Regions from separate parts of the Pan troglodytes genome. Here regions 1 and 2 are each linked to region 3. A link is a contact called in public Hi-C data. All regions are on one chromosome and are shown on one strand. The core of a region is the stretch at or near the end of the contact, and the rest is flanking DNA. Distances in the headings are between cores, read along the strand shown.

Region 1 (3,380 bases), core at 597-3,096, 150 kb after region 3:
AAACAGGAAGGAATTCAGATTTAAAAGAGGGAGAGATCAGAATGGATGACGATTAGAAGAAGAGAGGAAGAGGGAGGCAATGCAGCCAAGACACCAGACCAGGAAGGGAAGAGCTCCAGGCATCAGACATCTGTGCTGGGCGGCATCGCCCGACCCACAGGTGAGCGCACGTCCAGCCGGGGTCTTACGAAGAATGTCCTTGTGTGGACGTGAACACAGTCAGCGATGCTGTAGAGGTGACTCCCTGGACACACTCCCTTCGGGTGGCCCTGATCACCAGCCACTTGAGTCCTTGTGTCTGTGTCTTGATCTATCCCCGAATGACAATAGCAGCTTAGGATAAAGTTAAAGCATGCCTCCTAAAAAGCAAAACTGGTATTTTCCTTCTTGATGATGAAATACATAAATGTGTCACTTTGTAGTGAAAAGGTGATGCCTCCGTAATCAGAGAGGTCACCTTGAGGCCTGACTATGTAGTTTGAGGCTGAGGGTACAGCCCTTTGTTCCAAAAGCTCCTTGCAGTTTTGCTGTTGCTTAGGTTAGGTGGTTGTTTTTAATTTTTTTTTTTTTTAACTTGTTTTTGTAGTGGCATCAATGTTCACATTCTATGAACTCTGTCCCCTAGAACCCAGAAATCTTTTCTAGAAACCAAGATATTGTTTGCTTCCTTGAATTGTCTTTAGAAGTGCAGAATTTAGGAAAGTGATGGGTGGATGTCACCCTGCCCCTTGTGATTGACTCCTGAGAGTTCGGAGGGTACCACGCCTACCATTGACTTGAGCCGCTGTCTTTTCTTGTGTTTGTGGCCATCATTGCCCCAGCTGTGCTAAGGAGACCTGTGTCAAAACTTACATCCCACATTCCTGCTTTCCACAACCTATTACTTGCAGTGTTAACCCTAAAATGCCCACATGTATTGAGCTGGTCTTCTGCATTTAAGAATTTATCCCCCATCCCCCAGCACCTGTGTGTGTAGGCGTAGCGTTCATCAACCTGAGTTTGCCTTTGTTTTCTGCCCTTGTTAGACCCTGGTACATGCAACAGACTCAGATTTATATTCGTTGTAAAGTTGTAAAAATATTATGAAGTCATCAATTTTCCTTCCGTCTCCACATCGCTTAACATCTGATTCACAACTTAATGTATGTCCCAAAAAAAGAAAAGAAAAAAAGGTTGGGGGGAGCAAAGAAAGGCTCTTTATCACTTAAAAGCAATAAAACTAGACTGTTCTACATTATATAATAATTAATTAATAAAATAAATAAATGTATCACTTTAGTTGTGAGGCAGTAGTGTCAGCTAACATAAAACTAACATAAAAACCAAATAAGATTTAAAAAAAAAAGGAGTCCAGAATCTGGGGCCTTATCCTTTATTCCAACCCCCAAAGTCAACTGTCTCCCTGCAGGATGGGCTCCTCAAATCCCTGGGAGGGGCTCTAAACCCACCATTGACCTTTCTTGAAGGTCTACCCAAGAAGCTTGACTCTGAATCAAAGAGTAAAGGTCAGGGCGAAGGAGAAATCAAGAAGCTTGGGAGAAAACAAAAAGAACATGCCCAGGACATCCAATGATCTAACTTGCCAAGTTTTAAACCAACCTTCTGAGCTCTAACAAAATGCACACCCCAGGGTATTAGGACTGATTTACTCTGGCCTGAGGTGACTTCCTGTTTTTGAAGAGAAGAGGTGGGTAGCAACTCAGAGATGGGTTCTGGGCACCGGTCGGCTTTCACAAAACAGTCCTCGCTTGACTTCAGCATAACTGGGGCAGATAGGGTGAGATAGGATTACTCCCCAAACAAGAAGTTTCACAACGAGGCAGGCCGCGTGCCTAGGAGAGCAGGCAGCGGGGTTGGGGGGTGGGGTGGGGGGATGCCAATGCAGGGGCGGGGCTCCCGGGCCTGAGAGGGAGGTGACAGGCACCGGTGAACTTGCAGGGTGACTGGCTTCAGTTGTCTTTTTTCAGCAGGAAACCAAAAAACAGTCTAAAAGAAGGTGACTGAGAATCAGGAAGACATACTAGCTGCTACTGCCTGTAGCCGGCCTTCTTGCACTTATTCCCCCATTTAATCACCAGAAGGGAACTCACAGAGGGCAGCAGCTCATTGCAGGGACCATAGAACTAAGGTGCACAATCAGCTCAGTAGGGCAACAACCCACACTGAATTTTTTAAGACCAAGTTTCAAATACCTCAGACAATAAAAGCCAGCAATTAGACCACGTGTCCTGTTTCAATAACGAGAGTGAGGTTGCCACCACCATGGGCAGCAATAAAGGTGTGAGCTTGGCTCTGACTTTGCATCAGGGGTGCCCCCGGCTCAGCAACCACTCTACATCAAACAGCTCACAGATCCCCTCCTCCACTCACCCTTTTCCCCCCGCAGGTGTTCTTTTTCTGAATAGCAACAACTACCACACCCCAGCGTGTTGTTTGTTCACTGGTGTTTCTCCATTTTACCTTGAAACACAAGAAAGCATCCAATAAATAATGGCTAAAAGAGTGAGTCAGTGTAGGAATCTATTATTTATGTTTTTCTAGCCAAGCTTCTTATGAATAAGGCCCACGATCAGAGTTTTACAATTCTGTATCTTCTCGGTGTCCTGTACCCAGTAGATGCTTTAATAAACACGCACTGACAGATCAATTCCAGTGGATCCTAGGTCTGGATGAAAAGAAAGGAATAAAGGACAGGATCCCAGAGGGCAGGAGGGCCCACACTCGGTGATGCTGAGTGTTACAGAGAATGCGCCTGTCACCAGGATCCCGACACTTAGGGTGCTCACTCAACACCCCTGTGCCTGGACCTTGGCTTGCCTCAGCCCAGAGAATGCTGTCTTGCAGTCACGTTCCTCCCCCAGCAACTTCTCTTTTCCTCGGATGCTCTGTTTACAAGCTTTCCCCAACCTACACTCAGTGTGACCTGGTCTCCACGCGGTTTCTGACATTCCCACACCTAAGTCCACCAGACCCACTTGCTCTTGCCTCCCATTTAAAGATATGAAACCGTTGGTTTTTACCTAGCAATCAGTCTAACTGCAGCTGACTTTCTCCAGGGGCGAATCTCTCTGACTAGGAAAGCACTATAAATTTGAGGGTGGGATAGGAATAAGACTGGAGAAGGGTGGAAAAGACCCAGTCATCTTACTTTTGTGTTCTGTCTAACAATTGCAGGTGCTTTCATACAAACCTGTTGCCCTTAGCAACCATCCCGAGGACTGTAAGTTAAGGTTTCCATTTCCATCCCACAAACAGAGCATGAAGGCACAGAAAGGTCAACCCTCACAGTATGCTGCTGTGGCACAGTCCTTCTGGCCCGGCTCCCACACACAGAGTCCCTGTGGACTACACCTCCGTGGGGTAGTCCAACCCAGCACAGG
Region 2 (3,773 bases), core at 670-3,169, 180 kb before region 3:
CCACTGCCATCACCCAGCTCAGGCTTTTATTGCCATTTTTCTTGATAATTACACAACCTCTTAACCAATTTCTTGGTTTCCATGGCTTTGCTCTTTTCCAATATCCTGCAAACAGATCACTATCAAAAGAAACTTGTAAAACCATAACTTTGGTCATATTACTGTCTTTCACAACATCCACTGCCACCACCACCGGGGCCACCACCACCAGTGGCTATCTCTTGCCTGCTATGATCCAAGATTCAGCTAAATGCAAGAGCTGGCACTGAGAGCTCTCCATGGTCCCTGCACTTTGTTCATGCTGACATAGTTACTCCCTTGCTCACTACCTTGTGTTAGTGTCTTCATAACATTATCACTATCAGGAATACTCATGTATTTGTTGCTATGTACCATCTGTCTCTGTTGTACACATATACCAGAATACAAGTTACTTGACGATAGGAATTTATCATTGTTTGCTATTGATCCCCAAGGCCTACGCCACAGTTTAGGTGTGCTATAATTGTTGAAAAATATAAACAGAAAAAAAGAAAGAATAAAATCTCTCTCATTCCCAGTACCTCTCCTTAAGTCAGTGGTTTTAAACCAGGAACAATGTTGCCCTCAGGGTAACATAGTATATAGGTCTTCCTTTCTACTGCAGCAAAGGAAAACAGACCAATGCTTCAGGGAAATTAGCACCGACATGTTCTTGGTGACGATCCACTTTAGAGGACAAAAAGTATCATGTACTACTCATGTGCCACAGGGAAACCAGCATTCTAGTCTCCCCATCAGTAGTTGCTGAAAGTTGGATAAGCTGTGGGCAGAAACATACAAAAATGGTGAATGTGAATACAGAGAAAAGGGCGGTCAGAGACGAGGCTGTTACTCTGGAAAACCAACCAGTCCTTCCGCAAAAGAACTCGTAATGAATCAAGTGTCAGTTTAGCTGAACTCTTTGTGAATGGAATGCTTTCTGTTGAATGAATGCAGTTCTGTCATGTGCAAAGTCTGACTCAAAATGAGCTGAGATATGAGCATGATTTAACTGATTGATGACTTCAAGCGTTTTCCCTCTGGTCACCCACAGTCGTTTTGGTTTTAGTCTGCAGCTCAGTAACACCCAGGTTGCAGGAGAAATCCAGTCATTTATGATATGACTAGATCATTGTCCATTGACTATTTTCCACACTGATAAGCTCTGCTAATCAGAGGACTAATGTCTTCAGGCCAGTGACAATCTTTTCATTTACAGTTTTCTTCCAATCAGAGAAATGGGGCTGGATTGTAGAATCCTGGAATTGAGAAGGAAGGTCTACAAAAAGTCATTTCATTTTGTTCTGTTGTCATTTTGTGATTGTACCAAATTCACTAAGAAATATAATGATTAGAAATACGATTACAACTTTCAAAGAGAGACACACTTTGATGCCTCTTAGTAAGGTGTTTCTGGTCTCTCAAGTCTTACAATCAGAAGGCTTTATGTTGTTTTGTTCTGTTTTCTTGCCAACATTAGACTCACAAGTCCCTCTTCTAATTTGTTCTTCCCTATCCCATCCACTTATTTAGGAAAGTGATACATAGTACAAAATTACATGTAGGTCTTCTGTAGGGAATAAGTTTTATGTAATCAAAGATATCCAGCAGTTTTACTATAACATCTCTTTTTCAAAATAGAATTTTATTCATCAACCCTTGCAGGGATAAGACAATGATGCAGAGAGTTTGTCCTATTAGTCTTAACACATGTTTGTACCTGTAAACTTAGGATTAAATCTGTCCTTACTTGGCATCAAACTAGAAGCCTAAATGTCAAGTAAAATTGAGTTATCTCAAATATCCCGGCCATTATAGAATATGGTTATTAGTCTGGGTCAAGGCAGTGTCATGTCTTCTAAAATCATGCCGCTAGAGGGAGTAAAACCCAGCAGTCTGCAAACCATCCCAGGCCAAAAGAGCAACGTTGTCTGTTTCACCTTTCTCTTTAAACAAATGATCCTCAGCTTGGTTGCCCCAGAAAAACACCAGCATCTGGTGAGTGGTGTTTATTCTGAGGTTACTCTTTCTAAAAATAGTTTTCTGAAAACTCGCCCTGGTCGGCTGGGAAGCACACAGGCGGAGTGGCGAGCCAGTGAGTGGGAGGCTCTCCTGCAGCGGGGGCACCTTAGAGGCTGGTCGTGTGGGCCAAGAATGCACTCGAAGAGCAGGAACAGAGTTTGCAAGGGGGGCTGCCGGTGTCCACGGGAACCGTGGCAGGCCAGACACACCCATCCCTGGAGAAGCAGAAGGTCGGCTAGGAGCTATGAACATCCTTGCTGAGCCCCAGAAGTGAGGAGCAACAGGGGAGGAAGGAGGCTCCTATCTTGAAGCTGTTGGGCACCTACGCAAGTGGCACAGGGAGGGGCAGGGTGTTGGCTCCGAGTGAGAGATTTGCTTAAGCCAGATGGTGGCCGATGAAGGAGGCCCAGGCAACCCCTTCTGGTCTTCCAGACAACACCACAGGTTTGTGTGGGTTGGCGGGGTGCTATCTGTCTGTCCATCCACAAGCACATGCCAGAAAGAAGAGGATGGAGGAGGTCAAGATTTTGGGGGGTTCTCATCATTTTCCCTTTCCAAGTTTCATCCTTATCCATGCTTCTAATCACATGGAGACCATTACCACTGGGGGAGTCATTTCCATTTTTCTTTAGATTCCATTCTAAAATCCCCTAAAGACCTAAAGTAAAGAACGTCAGCAGTGGCATTTCTATTCCTCTGAAGGGTATTTTAGACAATAATTTTGGATAGCCCCACACTGCATGAAGCAGGGAACTGCATGCCCTTCCTGCTCGGGAGCCCAGCCCTGCCTCCAGCAGCTCCAGCTTCCTTTCCTCTCTGTCATGGTGCTGCCTTATGATGAGCAAGAAGTTAGACCCGACTGGCCCTCGGCAAGCTGGGGCTTCTAAGAGAAGAAGGGCTGGGCTGCCCCCTGCAAGTCCTGGATAATGCCACTCAGGGAACGGGAGAAGCTGATGCGCAAAATATGCCATACCCCGCTGCTTTCTTCTCACTCAGACTCCAAGTCAGGTCGGAAGCAGCTCTTCCAGACCTCCCCCAAGGCAAGTTGCTAGAGGATAAGGCTTTTATGTGTTTCCTGAGAAATGTGTGGGAGAATCCAGCCTCCCTGGATATTGGAGAAGTCCTCTATCTGGAACTGCAGTGTTACTGCTGATCCAGCCTCCCTGGATATTGGAGAAGTCCCCTATCTCGAACTGCAGTGTTACTGCTGATCCAGCCTCCCTGGATATTGGAGAAGTCCCCTATCTGGAATTGCAGTGTTACTGCTGAAACATGTAGTTTCTGAGCCTTTGTGTTAAGGCAGAAAAAAATAGCAAACTTGGTATTAGGAGAATTCTGAGTTCTCATGTTTGCTCTATTCACAGCAAACTCTGATTTCAGACAATTCATTGCACTTCTCCAGGCCTCAGTTTCTTTGTCTATAAAATAAGAATGTTAGACAAGACTTTCTGTGATGGCTTTTCTGGTTCAAAATGTCCATGATTTCTGTCTGGTGAATGTACATGGGGTTTTATTGTTGTTCGTTTTTTGTTTTTTCTTTAACTATGTCTAGCCTACTACCCCACCTAAAAGTCAATAGAGAGAGCTCTGGGGTAAAGTGCATGCCAACCTCAGAGTGCATAGCCATACTGTGTAGGAGGAAGCAAATTTAGAAGGAAACAGGCTTCATTTATTCTGCCTGATATGGTTATCTCTCTGAGGCTTGTGCCCATGCAAGCGAGATGAGAGTG
Region 3 (3,767 bases), core at 345-2,844:
TTCACGACGCTGCCCGGGAGTGTCACACATCAGGAATCCAGTGGCATCACTGGGAAAGTATGCTTCTCAAGTCGAAGCTCTGAGCCACAACAACAGAGGGGTCCCTGTTAGAAGGAGGTCTCTTTCCAGAGCCATGCGGGCGGGAGAGCACCACACACACACTCCACACACCCATCTCCCATGGCACGGAGCCTCCACACCCCCTGCTGTCTGCTCCCTCTCCACCCTCCCTCTCAGGCGGCTGCAGGGGAATTTCCTTCTACTGCTTTGTTCTTCTCAGCCTCTGGAGAAGAGGACAGTTCTTACTACACACTGACAGGTCTGATTTGAAGAACGTGCTACAAGCTCTGAAGAAGAAATACCAGGTGGGAACTTGGAGAGCTCCCAAGCCTACAAAGCAAATCACACCAAGGATGTTCACCCCCTAAGGGGACCCCGAAGGCTCCTCAAATCTAAGGCAACAATCTCACTTTTTAAAAAAAGTAAAGCTTCAAGTAAATTCCTGCTCATTTGGGTCATATTTCCTTGTCTGGGAGCTGCAAGGCCCACTATCTGTCTCAATGAGGAGCTGGTTATTAAAAATCCCCTGCTATTCTGGTCCCTTGCCCTGAGGCTGAGAACTGAGCAGCACAAATACATATATAGCAATGGGCTAGGACAAGGTGTTAGTAACATGCTCTTGATGGAAATCCCTTCCATTTCCCGATTTGTCAGTATCATTCTTCTCATTTTCCAGGTCTGGGAGTTGCCTGCCTGTGACAAGGACATCCTCACAGCAAGTGAACAGGGTCAGGTTGAACTTCACTTTTTCCTTCTACTCCTTCCTCATTTCCATTTCAACCACAAGTTCTCACTCTTGTCACCTGTGCTCCGCTGAGAGGAGAACACAGGAGTTTTCTTCCAAACAGAAGGAGGTCAACGCTGGGCAGGCACCTTCCCAGGCAGTCTCCTCATATTTCCATTGTACATGGCTTACACCAAGACCACCCCAATGGTTTGGTCTCTGTCCATTTCTCCCATCACTAGAATATATGCTGTAAGGACAAGGACTTTGTTTTTTCACTGCTTCAACCCAAAGCCTAGCACAGTGCCTCACCAACAAACACCAACAAACAAAAAATTCTTTGCTGTTGAATGACTACTGTGTCATTTGACATGTTCTCCCTGAGAACACAGACTATATCTTACTGAGCCATATATCCTCAATGCCAGGTATGATAGCTTGTCTTCAGCAGGTACTCATTAAATATTTTCTAAATTACATTACTGAAACAAACCTCCTCTGAAGAAAGGCATAAGGATTAGAAAGTCCGCTCAAATGGCTTCTCTCTATTAAACAATATTTGGGGCCAAACAATATGGGTGACCCTCAGGCTGCATTTCATCAACGTGTTCCCAAAAATGAAAATGACCACCTGTCCTTTGGGAGTTAATTTGCTACTTTAAGAAGCTAATCCCTTTAGCTCTATTCTAAAAGTCAAATCAAATACCTCGGTGTGGGCAGGACACCACATTTATTTTAACCTATGAAACTCTCATGGTTGGTCACCCTTGCAATAGGGCTGACTCTGCCCTGATAGCACACATCTGGCAGGTGGCCCTAAAACAGAGGAACAGGCCTGCTGGCCCCTCCCTTCCAGCCAGGTGTCTCTACCCACAGCCAAACGATGATGGCAAAAACAGAACATTCGAATCCAGAAATGACCCATCTGTTCACAAGTGTATCAATCTGCCTTTCATGCTACCACAGGAGGACGCACCTCTGAGGGTGGGGTGGGTGACTCCCCAGTCCAAGTATCACCCGTTTCTGTCAACCCTCTTCTAAATCACCATCCACAAAGGCCCCTAAATCTCCTGATTTCCATTAAGTTTAAGGACAAAACAGTAAACATCCTGACAGTTTCTTGGCCTCTGGACCAAGCTCAACCTGAAGCTGCACAAAGTCTTGTTGCCTGAGGATGAATAACTCAAGAAACTGTATTGCTGGACTGACTGGCAATCAAGACCCTGAGAAAATTATTTTAAGAAGATTAAGGGCCAGGAGTGCTTGATATTTTGGCTGAGTTCTATGCCTCTCATTTCTTCTGAGTTGTATATTTTCTTTGCCCCACCCTGACCCAATCTTATCTCATCTCTAACACACTCCATGTATAACATTCTATAACTGGCCAATACGGCCTTGGTTTAAAGACTCACTGTGTGTCAGTATATTCTATAAACGTGTTCCTATATCAGTGGCTAATAACTCAAGGGCAGTGATTGGGAATATAACTTCCAATAATTCAACTCAAACAACAAAGAACATTCTGACAGGTGTTTGGAAAGCATACTTGCTGAACACAATGATGAACAAACAACAACTCTATAAACTTGTATTTGTTGCTGAGATAGCCAGTATCTAACCATGAAAAAGAGTGAGAAAACAGCTCTCAAATCAGTTAAAACCAGTCTTTGACTGCCGAGTTCATGTCTCTTGCATGTTAGATCAAAAACGAAAGGAGGAGGAGTGTCAAACAATTTAAAAATAAAAGCCATTTTACATGTCAGGCAGTGGAGTACTGAGTGATGACGGCATCCTATAAAATTAAAATATATGATGCCTGTGGGAAAGCCCCGGGTAGGGAGTTGAGGGTACGAGGCTTTGATATCAGTTCTTACCTGAATCACCATATGCAATCTTATGCAACTCATTTAATCTCTCTGGGCTTTACTTTTTCCTTCCCTAAAATGGAAATAGTAATCTCTGCTTCTCTTTACTTTATAAAAATGTAAATTAAGTCCTTATTACAAAAATCTGCATATATACATATATATAGACAGAGAGAGAGAAAGACACTTAAAGAGGTGAACAATTTAGGAGCAACTGAATATACAATAATGGAATTACAAAGAAGAATGAAACAACAGAAAATATATTTTTAAAAACAATTTTCAGTAAAAAACAAGAAAAAAGATGCATTTAAAAAAAATTGTAAAAGCACTAGAAAAAATCTAATTAGACTTCCAAGGATTAAATTGGCCTTCGTATGGCAACTTTGAAAAAGTAGAAAGTTGGAGGTTAAGGAAAAAAAAGTTACAGTATACGAATGTAAAAATTTTTAATATTTTCAATGAGAATAAGCATTTAGGACTTTTTTAAGTTAGGGAAGCCTCTGAAATCCTTGTTCCTATGTTAAAAGTGCACACGCACCAAAAGAGACAGCAGATGCAAACTGCTTTGCAAGTGAAAGTATCACAGGCATATATGGTTTAGGGAAATCTTGGCCACAGATGGACTTAGATCCTCTTTTCCCGATGCACCTTTTTCCTTAGTTATTCATGTCCCTCACCAAGTATTCTTCACCTAAGTATTGTATAGAGCTCACCTAGAGTAAGTTCAACACCGTTCCCCACAAATGCCAATAGTTTGGGCCCAAAGAGATGGGTCCCACCAGCATTAACTGGGGTTCAAGCAGAACCTCTTGTCCAGCCATCAGGGCCCAAGACAGGCTTGACAGCAAGACCAGGTGGCTGGCAACTGGCCAGTGGAGTCCTCCCACCTGGAACAGGGTTAAGTGAGGCTTATTTGGCCAGTCTGACTTGGGTCTGAGAACAAGACAGTTACACATTTTTAGGGTATGAGGGAAAGACCTTTGTTTTTGCTCTGGCTCTGCACACCTGCAAGTGCTCAAGTACACATGTGTGGGGGCGGCAGCAGGAGAAAGGGGACTGTTCCTCTCTTAAAGGGGCAGTCTCTATTCAAATGCAACCACCTCTTTCTTCTAAAC

The links. A called contact is a pair of places that touch in the nucleus more often than the background predicts.
Region 1: a contact with region 3 is called in a Hi-C map of blood, with 2.8 times the contacts expected there. The contact joins two enhancer-like sites. A contact is called at or near these places in 2 of 7 Hi-C or Micro-C datasets (blood and induced pluripotent stem cells).
Region 2: a contact with region 3 is called in a Hi-C map of a lymphoblastoid cell line, with 3 times the contacts expected there. The contact joins two enhancer-like sites. A contact is called at or near these places in 2 of 7 Hi-C or Micro-C datasets (a lymphoblastoid cell line and stem cell-derived neural progenitor cells).

Annotation. Positions count from the first base shown.
Region 1 is chr9:130,555,620-130,558,999 of NHGRI_mPanTro3-v2.0_pri, forward strand. No RefSeq gene overlaps it. Among named protein-coding and RNA genes, the nearest start is that of ETS1, 37 kb to the left of the region's middle. Within about 2 kb of position 1,847, at least 1 of the 24 cell types and tissues checked has an H3K27ac peak or open chromatin away from gene starts, as enhancers often do.
Region 2 is chr9:130,222,097-130,225,869 of NHGRI_mPanTro3-v2.0_pri, forward strand. No RefSeq gene overlaps it. Among named protein-coding and RNA genes, the nearest start is that of ETS1, 300 kb to the right of the region's middle. Within about 2 kb of position 1,920, at least 3 of the 24 cell types and tissues checked have an H3K27ac peak or open chromatin away from gene starts, as enhancers often do. A contact at or near this core is called in a lymphoblastoid cell line, where this site is marked.
Region 3 is chr9:130,401,382-130,405,148 of NHGRI_mPanTro3-v2.0_pri, forward strand. The region is part of intron 8 of ETS1 (ETS proto-oncogene 1, transcription factor); the gene reads right to left. Among named protein-coding and RNA genes, the nearest start is that of ETS1, 120 kb to the right of the region's middle. Within about 2 kb of position 1,595, at least 6 of the 24 cell types and tissues checked have an H3K27ac peak or open chromatin away from gene starts, as enhancers often do. A contact at or near this core is called in a lymphoblastoid cell line, where this site is marked.